2 separate regions of the Mus musculus genome follow, and region 1 is linked to region 2. Evidence: chromatin contacts called from public HiChIP or PLAC-seq data. All regions are on one chromosome and are shown on one strand. The core of a region is the stretch at or near the end of the contact, and the rest is flanking DNA. Distances in the headings are between cores, read along the strand shown. Region 1 holds the start of Fubp3 (far upstream element (FUSE) binding protein 3). Region 2 overlaps Fubp3 (far upstream element (FUSE) binding protein 3).

Region 1 (4,771 bases), core at 1,625-4,124, 45 kb before region 2:
GAGTTTTGCCACCACAGCCCAGTTTGCTGACCATCTAATTTCTTGAGATAGGCTCTCTCAATGAAACTGGCACTCCCCAATTTGGCTAGACAAATCCTTCTGTCTCCATGTCTTAGTTCACTGTCCTGTTGCTGTGAAGAGACATCAGGACCAAAGCAACTCTTATAAAAGAAACCATTTCGTTGGGGGTTTGCTGATGGTTTCAGAGTTAGTCTGTTATCATGGTGGGGAGTATGGTGGCACGAAAGGCAGGCATGATGCTGCAACAATAGCTGAGAGTTGTATATCTTGATTTTTGGGCAGAGAGAAACACACACTGGACCTGGCTTGGGCTTTTGAAACCTCAAAGTCTAGCCCTGTGACATACCTCTTCCAACAAGAACACACCACTAAGCCTTCCTAAACAGTCTACCAACTGAGAACAAAATATTCAAAGACAATGCCTATGGGTGCAGGGTATTCTCGTTCAAACCAAATTCTACCCCCCACCCCACCCCTGCCCCCAAGCTCTGGATTACAGGCATGGACTAGCAGGTCCAGCTTTTTTTTGGTTTTGTGTTTTGTTTTTTTTCAGACAGGGTTTCTCTGTGTAGCCCTGGCTGTCCTGGAACTTACTCTGCAGACTAGGCTGGCCTCGAACTCAGAGATCTGCTTGTCTCTGCCTCCCAGGCACTGGGATTAAAGGCGTGTGCTGCCACTACCTGGCAAAGTATTTTAAAAATAATTTATGTGTGTGTGTGTGTGTACCACATTTGTGTAGTGCTCAAGTAGGACAGAAGAGAGTGTTATATTCTTTGGAGTTGGACTTTAAGAAAGTCCTGAGCCATCTGATGTAGGTGCTGGGAACCAATAGCAGCAAGATCTCTTAGTGGCTGAGCCATCTCCCCTAGCTCCAGAACCATGTGGTTTCTGGAGACAGACCTCACATCTGTGCAGCAAGAGCTTCCTTTCCTGCCTGAGCTGTCTCTCCATTCGGAAGAGTCGTCTGCTGGTCTCTGAGGCAAAGCTACTCACAACCAGTATGTATGCAGTTTGTTTGGGTTTTAGCTGTCTTGAGACAGGTTCTACCACAGGCTAACCCTTATTGTATAGCTCAGAGTGACCTCACCTTCTTATCCTCCCACCGAGTCTCTGCTGTCAGTCCTTTGTTCCAGCCAATCCTAGCTAGGCATTTATTTCCTGAGTTTGAATCACATTTGAGTGAGTATGCATTGCCAAAGTTATCTATTCAAAAGGGCAGAAGGAGTTCCAGGACAGCCAGGGCTATACAGAGAAACCCTGTCTCGAACACCCCCCCTTCCAAAAAAAAAAAAAAAAAAAAAAGGGCAGAAGGGAAAAACAAAAACTCTGTGCTACTTGTGCTTTCTTGAAAGCTTTAAATTATCCTCAATGTTTTAGTAAACAAATTAGACTGGGCTCCTGCCTGTAGGCCACTTGGGTGGTGGCAGCAACATTTCTGCACTCACTGTCTAAGATGCTTCCCCTGTCCTCATTGGACAAAATTCTTTACGTATTCATTGAACAGATACCAAGCGCCAACCAAATCAACAGGGGGTTTGTAATAAGTGTTAGATAAAGAGACCCTGGATAGAAGAACATCCCATTTCTACTCATCAGGGCCAGCCAGTTGGGAGTATGGAAGAGTGGACAGTGTTTCCTCAGAGGTTGGTAGGACAAACGTCAAGTAGGGCCAAGTCTGTCCTGAAGATTGAAACTCTGTGTTTGCTAAACTCAAGCATAGATGAAGTGAAAACTCTCCACCATCCAGAGTGCCAGCTTGGTCTCCCCTACGGGTTTGGAAATGATCTGTCTAAAGTGATCAACCTGTGCAGTTTGGCCAGCTTCTTTGATTTTGCCATAATCTAGGAATCATTCAGAGTCAGCGATATTCAACTTAGAATTAGTTTCCTAAGCATCTGCTATGTGCCAAACTCTAGGAATCCAAGAAAAAAAAAAAACGAGAGCCTCAGGGTTGATGAGGTGGCTCCGCGGTGTGGGTGTTTGCTGCCAGACCTGATAACCTGTTTGATTCCCGGGACCCATATGGTGGAAGTATATAACCAACTCTAGGGAGTTGTCCTCTGACTTTCACATGTATGTGGTGACACATTCTACACGCACACACTGAAACGAAGAATGGAAGGAAAGAATAGTAAATTGAGTTTCAAGTAGCTAGCTGCGGGTGACCTAGAACATGACCTTGAACTCCTGAACTTCCGTACAAACCCACTGCCCATACATATTGGCACAGTGGGGTGTAACTTTTTGTTCTGACGGAGGCAGGGGGTTCTGAAGTGAGACTCCCCCCTTTTCCTTCCCCTCAAGCATTCAAACATTCCTAAAGATCTCTTGCCTCAGCAGGCCCGGAAGCAATGATGGTCCCACGGTATTTCCTGTTACCCGGGTGAAAGAATGTGAAAGAGGACACCAGGCTTCTTTTGAGCAGTGTCATCAAACCGATCCTTGGCAAACTGATGGCCCATTCTGGAGCCTGGGACTCCCTGCAGCAAAGGCGGAGCCCTGCCGTACTAAGGGTCCTAGTACCAAGTAAGGTGCTCAATCTCAGTCAATGCAGCACACCACGACCCCACTTCGAGAGGGAGGGGGCTGCCAGTGCACCTCGACGGCTTGGGTAAGGTGTTGGAAGAGCCAAGTCCAAGTTTCTCCTCCGTCAGGTGGCAAAACCACACAGCGGGGGACTATAAGGCCGCACCTGCGCCGCGGTGGCGGTCCCACGCTTGCTAAAGGCCTGGGGCCCACGCCTTTGGAGGGCGGGGTCGCAACCTGGTCTTTTTGACGGACATCTGCCTGTGCCCAGGGCAGGCCCCCCTCGCGCCACGGCCACGCCCCCACTTCCGGCCGGACAGCGGTCACGTGCTTTGAGACCCCGCCTCACAGACGCTGCTTTCCCCCAACCTATCTCTCTCTCTCTCTCTCTCTCTCTCTCTGTCTCCCTCTGAGCTAGCAGTGCCTTCCCTTCGCTTCCCTTCCGCCGGAAGTGGGGCGACTTTCCCTTTCCGGCTACGGGTCCCGGAGCGGAGTGGGAGGCCGGACCGGGGGAGCCGAGCGACGGCGGTGGCGGTGGGCTTGGCTATGGCGGAGCTGGTGCAGGGGCAGAGCGCTCCGGTGGGCATGAAGGCTGAGGGCTTTGTGGATGCCCTGCACCGGGTCCGGCAGGTACGGGCGCGGGAGGCCGGGGGCGGGAGGCCGCTGCGCCGACGCCTCCGGTGGGCGCCTAGGGCCGCGAGTCGCGGGAGGCCCGGGCGGTTCCCTCGGGAGCTCCGGGGCCAGAGGAAGCTTTTGCCAAGCGCTCCTGGCGCCCGCGCGCCCGACTGCACCCAGCGGCCTGCTCTCCATGATTCAGATCCCAGCAGGTCCTGGTTGTAGACCCCAGGCATCCATCTCACGCCCTGGACGTGGCTTCTGCAGCTTTGGGAAACCTCGCCTTCCACTTAATGCATTTCAAGCATATTGGAAGAAATTCGAGGATATTTTATATTTGAAATTCTCTATTTTGCAGAGAGAAGGGGAGGTGTTAAGTGGGTGGTCCTCGAGAGTTCCTTCTGGCGATTAGTCTTAACTCTACTGGGAAGAGTGTGGGATGGACTCGTTCGGACCGTGAAACTACCATCTGGCAATATTGTGCGTTTTGTCAGTGAAACTGGCTTTTTAGAGGACTTAGGCTTCTCTGAATGAATATGGGACCTCTCTGGCTCCTGGCATGGTGCCTAGTACAAAATTGTCCTTGTATTTTGCCTGAAACTTAGTGACAAGTTACCCCGACGCTCAAACTTTCCTCTATCCAGTGATGTTTATCTTCTCTGACTTTGTCAACTCTCTGGTTCTTTGAAAGTCGGGCTGTGTAACTAATGACGGTTTGGTTCCTAGTAGAATACCTGCCACAGGACTCATTGTTGGGAGAGTTTGACCGGTCACGTGAAAATGGGGTCTTTTCATCACTTTCCAGTAGTCCTTCGAGGAAACCCTACCTGTCTCCCCTATACTTTGCATATTAATACTGATGGTTCTGTAGACATTGTTTTATAACCTACCACAAATGTTGGACTCACCCAAAAGTTTCTCTGGTGGGTTGTTACTGCCTAGTTGGAGCAGTGAGTATCCAATAGTGTGATGATACTTCAGTTACTCCATGATTGTAATGGATGACCTTGCGCCCAGCTCCGCATCCACCGCTCTGCTCATGGGCATGGTTTTCCTTTGCTGGACAAGACCCTGAACCCTGTTTTTCACTAGTTGGTAAGATGTACTGGATCTCTCTCAATGCTAGAGTGTCAGAGCCATCTTGTTGGCTTTCTTCGACCACTAACAATTACAGTCGCTGCTTTAGGAAGCTCAGGGCCTCCTTAGTTGAATGTAAAATAAATTTGTTTTTTTGTTTTTGTTTTTGTTTGTTTGTTTTGTTTTTTTTTTCTTCCGAGAAGGTCTTTCTATGCAGTCCTGGCCGTTCTGGAATTCACTCTGTAGACCAGGCTGGCCTCAGACTCGGACATCTGTTTCTGCCTCCTGAGTATTGGGGGGTTGGAGGCTTTTTGCACTGCTACCCAGCTTATGAGAATTATTTATTTATTTTCCAAGCAGAGTTTATTTTTGTAACCCTCGCTGTCTTGGAGCTAGCTCTGTAGATCAGGCTAACCTTGAACTCTCAGGGATCCACCTGCCTCTGCCTGCCTCTGCCATCCTAGTGAAGTTTTAAGGATTGCTGAGACTTGCTTGGGGAGGTGGGGGTGGAGATACCTTCTGTTAAATCTGC
Region 2 (4,238 bases), core at 743-3,242:
TTCCCCTTTCACCCCATACCCCCACATTCTGACCCTAGAACCTGAGGTGCTTAGCATTCAGTACCTGGTGGTATGAGACTCTGGTCTTGGGCTGACCCTCTCCCTCCCCCCACAGGAGCAGTAGATGGGCATCTGCCGCGGCTCTTCCCCGAAATCAGTGTGAGAGAAACCTGTTTGTTACAGAGATTTTTAGATTTGCAAACCTTTTGATGAAGACCTTTGTTTTGTTCTGTGAAACACTATATTTAGATTAACAGAAATTTTCTAAAAATTGGGAAAATTAGTTACTAAACATTGCTGGTAATTTTTACGTCATGATTTCTTTGTAAATGTGTGAGCTCCGGGGCTCTTGGAGCGAAACCTGCAAGCTCGGGTGCCCAAGCTCTCCTCGGAGCCTGGCATTTCATCACACGATGGCTTTGTCTTGTGTCTTTTTAGTTACAGTTTGGGGTGGGTTTGTTGTTGTTGTTGTTGTTGTTGTTGTTGGGTTTTTGGTTTTGGTTTTTGTTTTCCCTTTTTTTTTTTTTTTTTTCTGTTACAACAGAAAAAATGGCTTGGAAGTCTTAGGTGGTAATGTAACAAATTCTTTAAAAATTTTTGAAGCAGTATTTAAATATTCGTAAATGTAAATTCATTGTGTTTCACCTCTAATTTCTTGTATCTTGGCTGTCTGGTTTTATTGCATTTTTTAAAAAAAACTGAACTATTATGTATTGTAATTAATGATGTGAATTTTGAACTGAGACGGGTCCTTGTGTTGCGGGAGGGTCATTTGTGGGTTATGTCATTTCTAGCGTTTTGATGGTGATGCAGAGACGCGGTCTGCCTTCGTGTAAGCTGCTCGTCTCCATTATCCAGGGCAGTTGTGTGTCTAAGACCTCCAAGCTGGTTTTAAAAACAAAAAGCCTTTCTCTATTCTCAGAAATATAAATACTGTTATTTTTAATATTAAAAAGAAATTCAATATAACTTTTAACAAACACTGTGGACATTAAACCATATAAAAAAATGTAGTAACTATTTTTTAATTCCAGGGTGTTTTTGCTTTTTTTCCTTAAATATTTTCTTAATATTTGTCAAATTAACTAGATAAATAAATAAATCTAGTATTAACAACAGTATGAGTTAAATAATTTTGATTTAATAAAAGGGATACTATGATTTCCAATGTTTACTGTAGTGTATCTGTACAGATAACATGTATTTTTAAAGGAAACACGGAGTTGAAGCTATTTTTTCCTGCATTTTGGATTGACCTGAGGAACATTCCGTTTGAAACGTGCTCGTTACGGTTTGCCGTTCTTGTTTTCCTTATGATGCTTGAAATGTCTAACTATTAAAAAGGCATTGGAAATGTTATGCATGTTGTTTTTTAAAGATGTTCTTTTTATTTGACTGACAATTCATTTTACACTCTATATAATAAAATTTCCACAAGATGTCTTGTGGGCAAAGTGTTCTTAGTCTGTTTTGTTTGCTGGCCCCTGTCTCTTGCCCTGCCTAGCTGATAATGGCTCTGCATCAGCCCAACTCTTTGATATACACAGCCTCTGGGGACTTCTGAAGTAAAGTTCGTTTTATGTGGCAGCTTTACACTTGACCCTTTGACTTAAGGCCACACTAAGGACCGGCCTTCACAGTGACAGCATCTGAGCGAGAACAGTCCTGCTTGGTCCTGAGAAAGGTGTGGTCCCTGAGGAAGCCAATGGGTCAGCACCCCACTGAGCTGAGACCCTCCCCACCCCCCACTCTGAGGTGGCATGTTCTCACCTAAAAGCACACCAGCCCTGCCCTGTGTGTGCGCGCGCCTAGGCGGTCTCCCTGCCTGTGGCACCCTCAAGGCCCACTCACCCATGCCAAGAGTCATAAATGGCGCAGGCTTGCGGGAGGATGCATTTTCTTAAATGTATCGGTAAGTACAGATTAGCGTTTGTCCCCAGTGAAATCTTCCCAGCAGGCCCAGGTAGGACTCTGAGACTGCAGCAGATGCATCCCTTTTGTTCTGAGAAAACAAGAATACAACCCCACCTACCGCAGGCCTACCACAGGGCCCAGAGGGGGAAAGGCAGCCTTGCTGGCTGTTTTCTATCTCTGTTTGAAAGCAACTGGTTTGAAATTTAGTTTCTTACCAGGGCATCTGCCTGGCTCAGCCTTCACCCTGTACTTACATACTATGGAATTGTCCCAGTGTAGTCAGTCACCAGTCCTTGCTCAGAACCCTCTTCCTGGTGTGTGTTTGTATATATCGAAAGAGAAATAGTAGACCCATTAGAGTGTGTGTGTGTGTGTGTGTGTGTGTGTGTGTGAACATACAACAGGCCCATTACGATAACGTGCATGTGTTTGTGTGCCTTGTCTCCACCACACACTTGAGAATGAGAGACACATCTGTGGATCCTTTAGCCCAAAATGGTATGGAGAATGTCCCATCTGGGCCACACTGAGGCCTGTTGAGAGCCGGAAGACAAAAAGGAGATGTGGCATCTTTAACTACACCTCTAGAGAATCGAGTTTGACATTGAGAAATTGAATAGTGAAAGCCACTGGGGAGGGGGAGGGCCAGCCACAAGGGCAGCAGCGCTGATGGCAGTAATGCAAGTTGGAGAGGGCATTACAGGGAAGACTTCCTTCTAATTCATCTTCCATGCTCAGTGCCAAAACAGCATTTGGCATGGCTCACAGGGAGCAATTGTGTGATAATGAACCCTAAGGTGTCCCTTAATTGAAGACTGAGCATTGCGGTTTGTGCCAAGAGTCATAAATGGCGCAGGCTTGCGGGAGGATGCATTTTCTTAAATGTATCGGTAAGTACAGATTAGCGTTTGTCCCCAGTGAAATGCCGTACTATAAATTATGGAAATCTCTCTTTCCCTCTGATGCAATCTTCTGTTGGGGGGTGGGGTGTGCAGAGCAGCAGGCCGCAGGGGGGAAAGTTTGCAAGCATATGAAATTTGGCCTCTCATTAACATGGCGCCCGCCCTCTGAAGATGGTTTCCATCAGCAGTCTGTCGTCCTGGAAGGCTAAAGTGCTTGAAATGTACCAGGTTCAGCGGTTGTGTTCCATTAAGAAAGCTGCATGGTCATCATGGAGGGCAGTATGTGTTTGGCGAGGTAGGAGTGGGTGGTGCCTGGTCTGTCTTCAGAGGGCTCCCCCAACACCCACCTTGCCACACCCATGCTGGCTCTGCCCACAATCAGGATTCAGCAGGACTTCCGCTGAACTGAAGCAGCCCCATCCAAATTGGAACTGGAGTGAGGAATTCTCCATCCTCCAAGACATGCACCTCCATAACCGCCCCTGGCCTGTCAAGTAGGAGGCAGTCTTATGCCTCAGTGGGACCATCTTAGATGGTGATCACCCATGTATCTGTCCTATGGCCCCACAGGCATACAGATGGTGTGCTGAAGTGCCCGGACCAAGGGGCACTGGACATGCGGGAGCCCGGCTCCAGCTGGCTCCCGGACTGCTGTTTCCCAGGCCCACTTCCAGCCCTCCAGGGCCCAGCTGGGGTTTAGGTTGAGCTAATGCAATGCAACTGCTCCTGAAGGACTCAGATTAATGGCCAGAAAGTGGTCTGACAATCCCACAGGGGGCTGCTGAGCCAGGGTGCTTGCATGGTTATCTTGGGCTTTGTCTTAAGCCTTTCTCCAAGTTCCAAAAGGGAGTGCTCACCCTTTCCATACTGGACCCAAGGCTGGAAGGTACTGACCTACACCTTGACACAGACTCAAAGGGGCAGGTGCTGTGTGGTCCAAGCCTTCTGTGGTAGGGCCAAGCCCACTACTCACAGAGCAGGTAGTCCCTGGACAGTTGCTGGTGAGGTAGCTGAGGTGGAATGTCCTAGGACAAGAGCAGAAGTCATTTGACATTTACCTCATTAAGATGTATTTGAAATCCTTACCCAATACCTTTGCAGTCATTCATGGATCGAAGTCAGTATGACTGTCCTGTGCCATCTCCCACAGAGCTCAGACAGTATCATTTCTTTCTCTATATCCTGGCTGAGCTTGAACTCAGATCCACCTGCCTCTGCCTTCCGAGTGCCAGGATTAAAGGCGTGCGCCACCACTGTCTGGCTTGTGTGTCATTTTAGACAAGAGTCTGCGTCCCACACGGCCACATTCTTCAGATGTCTGTGCTTTTCGTTGGCGATTGTGCTGTTAAACTCCAAGCACGATAAGCCACAAGCACTGCTTGATAACTCTGAGCATGGGAAGCTGGGTGGGCCTTTAGGCAA

The links. HiChIP or PLAC-seq counts read pairs in DNA pulled down with a chosen protein or histone mark.
Region 1: an H3K27ac HiChIP or PLAC-seq map of embryonic stem cells shows a contact between it and region 2, with 6 read pairs. The contact joins the promoter of Fubp3 here to the enhancer-like site in region 2. A contact is called at or near these places in 13 of 484 Hi-C or Micro-C datasets (CD4 T cells, the G1E-ER4 cell line, embryonic stem cells and 4 more), 7 of 115 datasets of contacts at active chromatin or transcription factors (the SCID.adh cell line, embryonic fibroblasts, embryonic forebrain and 2 more) and 3 of 9 other capture datasets (adipose tissue, liver and pancreatic islet).

Annotation. Positions count from the first base shown.
Region 1 is chr2:31,569,777-31,574,547 of GRCm38.p6, forward strand. Fubp3 (far upstream element (FUSE) binding protein 3) reads left to right here and starts at 2,875. Exons shown (of 18, transcript NM_001033389.4): 1 at 2,875-3,177. The coding sequence starts at 3,094.
Region 2 is chr2:31,616,064-31,620,301 of GRCm38.p6, forward strand. It overlaps Fubp3 (far upstream element (FUSE) binding protein 3), which reads left to right. Exons shown (of 18, transcript NM_001033389.4): 18 at 1-1,463. Among named protein-coding and RNA genes, the nearest start is that of Mir6998, 5.8 kb to the left of the region's middle. Within about 2 kb of position 1,993, at least 11 of the 459 cell types and tissues checked have an H3K27ac peak or open chromatin away from gene starts, as enhancers often do. A contact at or near this core is called in embryonic stem cells, where this site is marked.